2 separate regions of the Mus musculus genome follow, and region 2 is linked to region 1. A link is a contact called in public Hi-C data. All regions are on one chromosome and are shown on one strand. Each heading gives the region's core, a stretch centred on a gene start, on an enhancer-like site or on the middle of the called end of the contact. The rest is flanking DNA. Distances are from core to core; before and after follow the strand shown.

Evidence for each region. Hi-C and Micro-C count contacts between places; a contact is called where the count stands out from the background.
Region 2: a Hi-C map of stem cell-derived motor neurons shows a contact between it and region 1, with 3 times the contacts expected there. The contact joins two enhancer-like sites. A contact is called at or near these places in 3 of 39 promoter capture datasets (the 3T3-L1 cell line, the C10 cell line and embryonic stem cells), 7 of 15 datasets of contacts at CTCF or cohesin (CD8 T cells, the G1E-ER4 cell line, the NIH/3T3 cell line and 4 more), 224 of 484 Hi-C or Micro-C datasets (the 3T3-L1 cell line, 3T3-L1-derived adipocytes, the 63-12 cell line and 119 more), 28 of 115 datasets of contacts at active chromatin or transcription factors (the 230-238 cell line, the HPC-7 cell line, PVALB interneurons and 24 more) and 3 of 9 other capture datasets (adipose tissue, embryonic tail and pancreatic islet).

Annotation. Positions count from the first base shown.
Region 1 is chr1:155,788,979-155,792,010 of GRCm38.p6, forward strand. It overlaps Qsox1 (quiescin Q6 sulfhydryl oxidase 1), which reads right to left. Exons shown (of 12, transcript NM_001024945.1): 6 at 2,003-2,148; 7 at 320-454. Among named protein-coding and RNA genes, the nearest start is that of Qsox1, 22 kb to the right of the region's middle. Within about 2 kb of position 1,638, at least 33 of the 459 cell types and tissues checked have an H3K27ac peak or open chromatin away from gene starts, as enhancers often do. A contact at or near this core is called in stem cell-derived motor neurons, where this site is marked.
Region 2 is chr1:155,584,438-155,587,469 of GRCm38.p6, forward strand. The region is part of intron 3 of Acbd6 (acyl-Coenzyme A binding domain containing 6); the gene reads left to right. Among named protein-coding and RNA genes, the nearest start is that of Acbd6, 28 kb to the left of the region's middle. Within about 2 kb of position 1,489, at least 2 of the 459 cell types and tissues checked have an H3K27ac peak or open chromatin away from gene starts, as enhancers often do. A contact at or near this core is called in stem cell-derived motor neurons, where this site is marked.

The DNA.
Region 1 (3,032 bases), core at 388-2,887:
GCACAAAGATGGGAGAGCCCACATCAAGATTTTTGAGCACGGTCAGCAGTTAGGGATCCCTAAGGACCAGTGTGTATCAGTGTGCTACTCATCGAGATGGTCTCCGAGAGCGTCTGCCTAGGGCGTTCAAGTCCTGGGTTGGGTTCCCGGCAACACAGAGATAACAAAATGAAACAAACAAACCCCAAGGCCAGACTTGAAGGGACACAGGTAGGCTATCCTATGACAGGAACAGAGATAGGCTATCCTGTGACAGGAACAGAGATGAGTAAGGCAGTATTCATGAAGGAAATGTATGAGGAGAACCAGGTGGCCTTACCGGTCTGCAAACTTCCACACTGTGGGTGCTATCTTATCAGCAGTGACTGGGGTGGCTGTGGTTGGGGGAGCATCCCTGGTCAGTCCAGGTAGCCCCCGAAGATAGGATGTATAGAAAGACCTGGACTCCACCAGCCTGTAAAGAAAGAAAATGGAAGTGCTAAGGACAAAGAAAAAAAAAATCACATAGCTAACCAATGTCAGCAGGGGAAATAGGTGGCTCCTCCCACAGAAAGGTGCCGTAAGAAACATTTCAAGTTGGTCTCATCTTGTCTTTGGCTCCTTGGGCCTCACTTGTCCATTCACTGTCCATGGTATAGAAACCCTCTTTTCCACCAGATACGGAACCCCTATCTGGAAAAACAACTGGGCCTGAGAATTACTCAGTGTGCCTTCTGGCTCCAGGCAAGGCCACGGTCTACAGAGACTGAGGCAGGTAGCCACTGGGAACACCATCCATTTTGCTACAGAGAACTGGGGATGCATTCAAAAGAGCTGCTACCTAGCTGTGCAAGCCCAGGGTCCCCAGCACCACAGAGAAAAACAACCAAACAAAGACCACCAGCTTCTGCCCATGACAGGAATGGCTGGGTGTGACTGGTCTCAAGACAGCCACCCTCCCACAAGCTTGTTCCAAGACATCACAAGGTAACATCAGCAGGTGACATCACAAGTTGACATTACTTCCCATGGAAGTCAAAGAGCTGATGTATGATTTTAGACATAATAACAACAGAGAACCAGGTTTGCCCAAACACTCCTGATTTCTCTTTCCTAATACAGGAGTCTTGAAGGCAGGAGCTATCTCCTCCAAAAGGTCTAGCCAAGATAAGCATCAGTGACAGGACGTCCCATGGGAGCCAGCGTCAGGAAGCATGGTTTCCCTGCTCTGCCATCCGGGCTCAGTGTCTATCAGTGAGCAGATGGCTCAGGAGCAGCATCGTCACAAACAATTTTCCCCTCCAGCAACTCCAAGCCAGGGAAACAATGCCTCTTCTTTCTCTAGGACTGGCACTCTCTGGGCTTGCCTGGGGTCTTGCCTTCCAGGCCTTGTGAACATCATGTTTCCTGACTCTGGCTGGCCGGCCTCAGGAGCACTGGTGGACCAGGACAGGGAAAGGGCGAGGGGGCTGCCTAGCCCAGCCTCAGTGTAGGGCGGTACTAACAGCCCCAAGAAGTAGATTTCTGGGTACCTACGGTAGCCTCGATTTCCTTGGCCCCCCAAATTTCTGCCAGCAGGGCCAGGCTGACATCAATCATCTGCCTGAGGAGGGAGGGAGGGTACCAAGGCACCAGCTGGTGCCATTTAACAGGCCATTCAGCAGCAGGCCGCTGACAGCAGCTGAGGCTGCTTCATTGTTTTCTCCTGACATTTTGGAGCAGACTATTGTCTGGCTCCTAATGAACTTTTCTGCAATTAGAAAAGCAGAGGGAGGGAAGGTCCAGCACATCTGAGTCCTCGCCAGGCCAGCACCCCACCAACACATGGCTCTGTGCACAGAGGTGTGGGATAACATGGTCATGGCATGGTGTAGATGGCTTCGGAGCTCAGGGCCGGCCGAGGCAGGAATCCTGAGCTGCAAGGTCGGAGGTCTTGACTCACACATCTGCTTCTCCTACCTGCCTGCTCTTTCTAGTGACCTCTCTGGCAGGAAGAGTGACTGGGCAGGGACGTCACACTCACACAGGCACTCGGGAGACAGAGCCATTCCGAAGCAGCAGGTAACAAGATGGGAAGTCAGTGACGCCAAACTTGTTCACCAGGTCACTCTCTGTATTCAAGACCCTGCGCACTGCCACAGCATGGTACTGGGACAGGTCCAGAGTTACCTGTAGAAGACAGTAGGGTGTGGATGGGGCTTACCCAGTGGGCAGAAGGAACCTGAGTACTAGCCTGGGGCTGGGTAGGCACCAGGTAGCAGCTATGTTCTATCTAGACTTGAAACCTCGAAGAGCAGACCGCTGTGACAAAGTTGACACAACCCTCAGGTTACAACTACCAAATACTGAGGCAAGGGGCCTTGAAACTGTTCAGACCACACACTTTGTGTGTCCTATTCGAGTGCCACCTGAATATGGTAAAACATGGCCAAATGTGGTTTTGTTTTCATTCTTTTTGTTTTGTATGTATTTATGTGTGTTTTTTGTGTATGAGTGCCCCTTCTACATGTATGTCTACATGCTACAAAGGGCATCAGACCCCATTATAGATAGGAGTGAGCTGCCATGTGGTTGCTGGGAATTGAACTCAGAACCCCTGGAAGAGCAGCCAGTGCTCTTAACCGCTGAGCCATCTCTCCAGCCCTGATCCAGCTTTTTAAGTAAATTAGTGACAATTCTAATATGAATAAGCATAACTACTTCTATCCAATAGCTAGAAATAAGGCTCAGACCTAAGACGCTCTTTAAACTGATGGAGAAGTGCAGCCTTCACTGTTGGTCAGGGATCCAGCTTCCTCACAAGGGACCAGGCTAGTTCTCATGTGTCTGCTTCCCTCATTTTTTTTTTAAACCCCAATTCTATGAAGTTAGGGCAGTAAAAAAACAACACAGGTTTTGAGTCAGACAGCACTGTTCTACATTAATAGCTGTGTGATCCTAGACATTTTACACTGCTCTCTTAAGTTTAGAGATTAGCAGCAATGTGTTGGTATCTAGTCCTAGACTCAGTAAATAGCAGGTATTACTTTTTAGTTTCAGAGAGAGAGAGAGGT
Region 2 (3,032 bases), core at 239-2,738, 200 kb before region 1:
AGGCCTCATTTTCTTTCCTTCTCATCATTCATATACTGAGATTTTACATCCCAAGAATTGCTCATTTTGGAAACTTTGCCTCAGGTTCTGTTCCCTAGGGAATCCTGGGCAGAAACTAATGGTTAACTTCTGAAACCAAATAACAATATCTGCAGGTTCTAGAAGGGATATAGATGGGGATGCACTACCAAAACATTAAAGGCAATCAACAGGGAAATGGTTACACAGCAGCATATTGTTCAGAGGGATATTCAGGGAGAAGAAGTTTCGTACAGGAGGTTGACTGTGCATGGGGTATTGAGACAAAAGGCAGGTCTGTCTGTCTTCTAATCTGCTGTCATCTTGGAAATTAAGCCTTTAAACCTATGAAATGTGTGTTCATGCGTGGGCACTGGCAGGTATTTATAGGAATGGTGTGGATCTGGGAGAAGGAATGGAAGAGGGGTTTTTGTTTTTGTTGGTTTTTTTTTGTTGTTGTTGTACTTTTTACCCCCATATAATTGCTGTAGATTAAAATTTTCACAATAAGGCAATGGAAAAATAGTTTATTTAAATACTAGAGATAGTGAGATACTTATTTAAAATGAAGAACAAATGTTTAAGAAACAACATACTAGAGTGCTTATACTTGATCTTAGCAAAAGGCCAAGAAGTCATGCTGCTAAGGCACATAGTTTTCCATTTTTAAAAGTGTGTGTGTGTGTGAGAGAGAGAGAGAGAGAGAGAGAGAGAGAGAATGAGAATGTATGTAAAATAGCAGGATTGCATTAGGTAGAAACATTATTTTCTTCCCAAAATGGAAATAACTTTTATTTTTTCTGACTTACTTTTGTATGTGCTAGTATTGAACCTGAGACCTTGCTCATCCTGAGCATGCCCTGTACCATTGAGATATAACTCACCTCCCACTCCATCATACACATTTTAAAGAAAAGTAGGTGAGAATAGAGTTGTTGTTTTTAATTTATCACCGTTTTTTAAAAATATTATCAACATTTTTGTGTTCCAGTTTTGAAGTTTTTCAAATTCACATGCACACAGAGCTGGAATTTTGATTTTTCTCCATATGTGTGGTTTCTAATGCTTGCATGGTGTTCTGTTGTCAGGGCAAGCCCTAACTGTAGTCTTTGTTATTTAGCTGCTTTCTCTCTCTCTCCCTTTCCCCCTCTTTCTCTTTGTTTTTTCCCTGCTTATGTAATGCTGCAATAAACATCTTTCTACTTATATTTTTGCACACTTATCTAATTATTTCTTTGGGATGAGTTCCTAGCAGTCAGTGGCCAAATTTTATAGTTTCGGTTATTGATTGATGGCTTAGACTCATCAAGTAATGCATTATTTGTCTAGGAAGAAATACAGGCTCATGTTTTCTATTAGTCATTTGTGACTTTTCATTAGTGGTTAATAATTATTGACTACTCACAATGGGTACCGAGAACACTGTGAACATGACACCAGATTACTAGGTCAGAGCTTTGCTCTGCTTAGATCTGAGCAGGCTCGGGCAGAGCTGGTTCATAGCAAAGGATGGAAATGCCTTATGAGGATACTCCTCTATAGGGTTTAGAAAGAAAAGGACGAAATTTAGTCTTAAAACTATGGGACATATATCTTCTTTTACATAATATTTTATCTGCTTGCATTATAATTGACTATTTACATGTTTCTCATCTCCTTTAGAATTTAAGCTCCACAAGAAAACATATTTGCCTGGGTTATGACTATGTTCCCAGTTAGCAGGCAGCAAGCATCTGTTGAGTTATTTACTAAATGGGCAAGTGCATATATCCAATGAACTATGCATCTGTTTCCAGTGTTGTTTGTAGAAGCATGGCTACCGAGCTTTTGGGCAGATGTTATGATGTTGCTAAAAATAGCGTCTTCGAACTGCATAAAGGAACCCCATATTCTTTATTTAATTAAATTGCATCATTTTGTATGTTCATACCATTTCATAAAGCAAGAAGGTGAACCATCACTCTGCTTCCACATTATGCAGCCTAATTATAAACACAGGGTCAGACCTCTGTACTGGGAGGCAGCCGTTCAATAAATCAGTATTACAAATGATATGCCCCAAAGGAGTATTTACTGGTTACTTTAGCCAACTTATAAATGAGTAGCTTAAGACCACAAGTAATTAGATGGGGTCAGGAGTAAAGAATACCTATAAAATGGATGGCAAGGTTTTCCCTATTTTTTGAGGCTTGTTACTTCTTTTATGCTGATTTGTGTTCTAAATTATCATTGATATGAGTGTTCCGATTTTTCCTTTTACTAGTAAAACGTAAATAATTTTGATTACAAGCACTAAGGAACAAATGGCTCATTGAGGAGCAGGGAGCTTTCTGGGCTAGTAAGGAATTGTTCTTAGGTTTTGATGCTCATAATCCAGTCAGTGAGACTATCTGTACAGTTACTTGTATCAGTTTCTTATCATTCATTGTGTGTGCACATACATACTCATGTTCATGAATGCACATGTGGAGGTCAGAGGTCAGCTTCTGAGTGTTCTCTCATTCCACATGGGGACTTGGGGGGATTAAACTTACACTGTCAGGCTTGGCAGCAACTACTGAGCAACCTTGCTGGACCTGACAAACTATTAATTAGAGGTCAGTTTTATGCAGACTTACTATAATTGTTTTTATAATAAAGTTTTAAAATTTTTAATATTCTAGTAATAGATTCTTAATTTCTTTTTTAACAAGTCAAGAATACTAGCAGGTATTGATACAGTGTTAAGCTCTTGTTGAACAAACATTATGAACAAATTGTCAGATTACTTGTCAAATATTTTAAATACCTATCAAATATTTTTATATGAACATGATCATAAATAATCCTAAGATATCCCTCTCAAATATACTATATCTATATTCCAGTTTTATGTTTCTTTGTTACTGCTTTGATTGTAATTAGAATAAATACAAGTCTGCTGTTTTGAATCACACCTTCATCTTCAAATTGTGCCTTAACTAAACACACACCATTTTTTCTAGCTGTCGAGAAACCCAACTGCTAGAATCGAA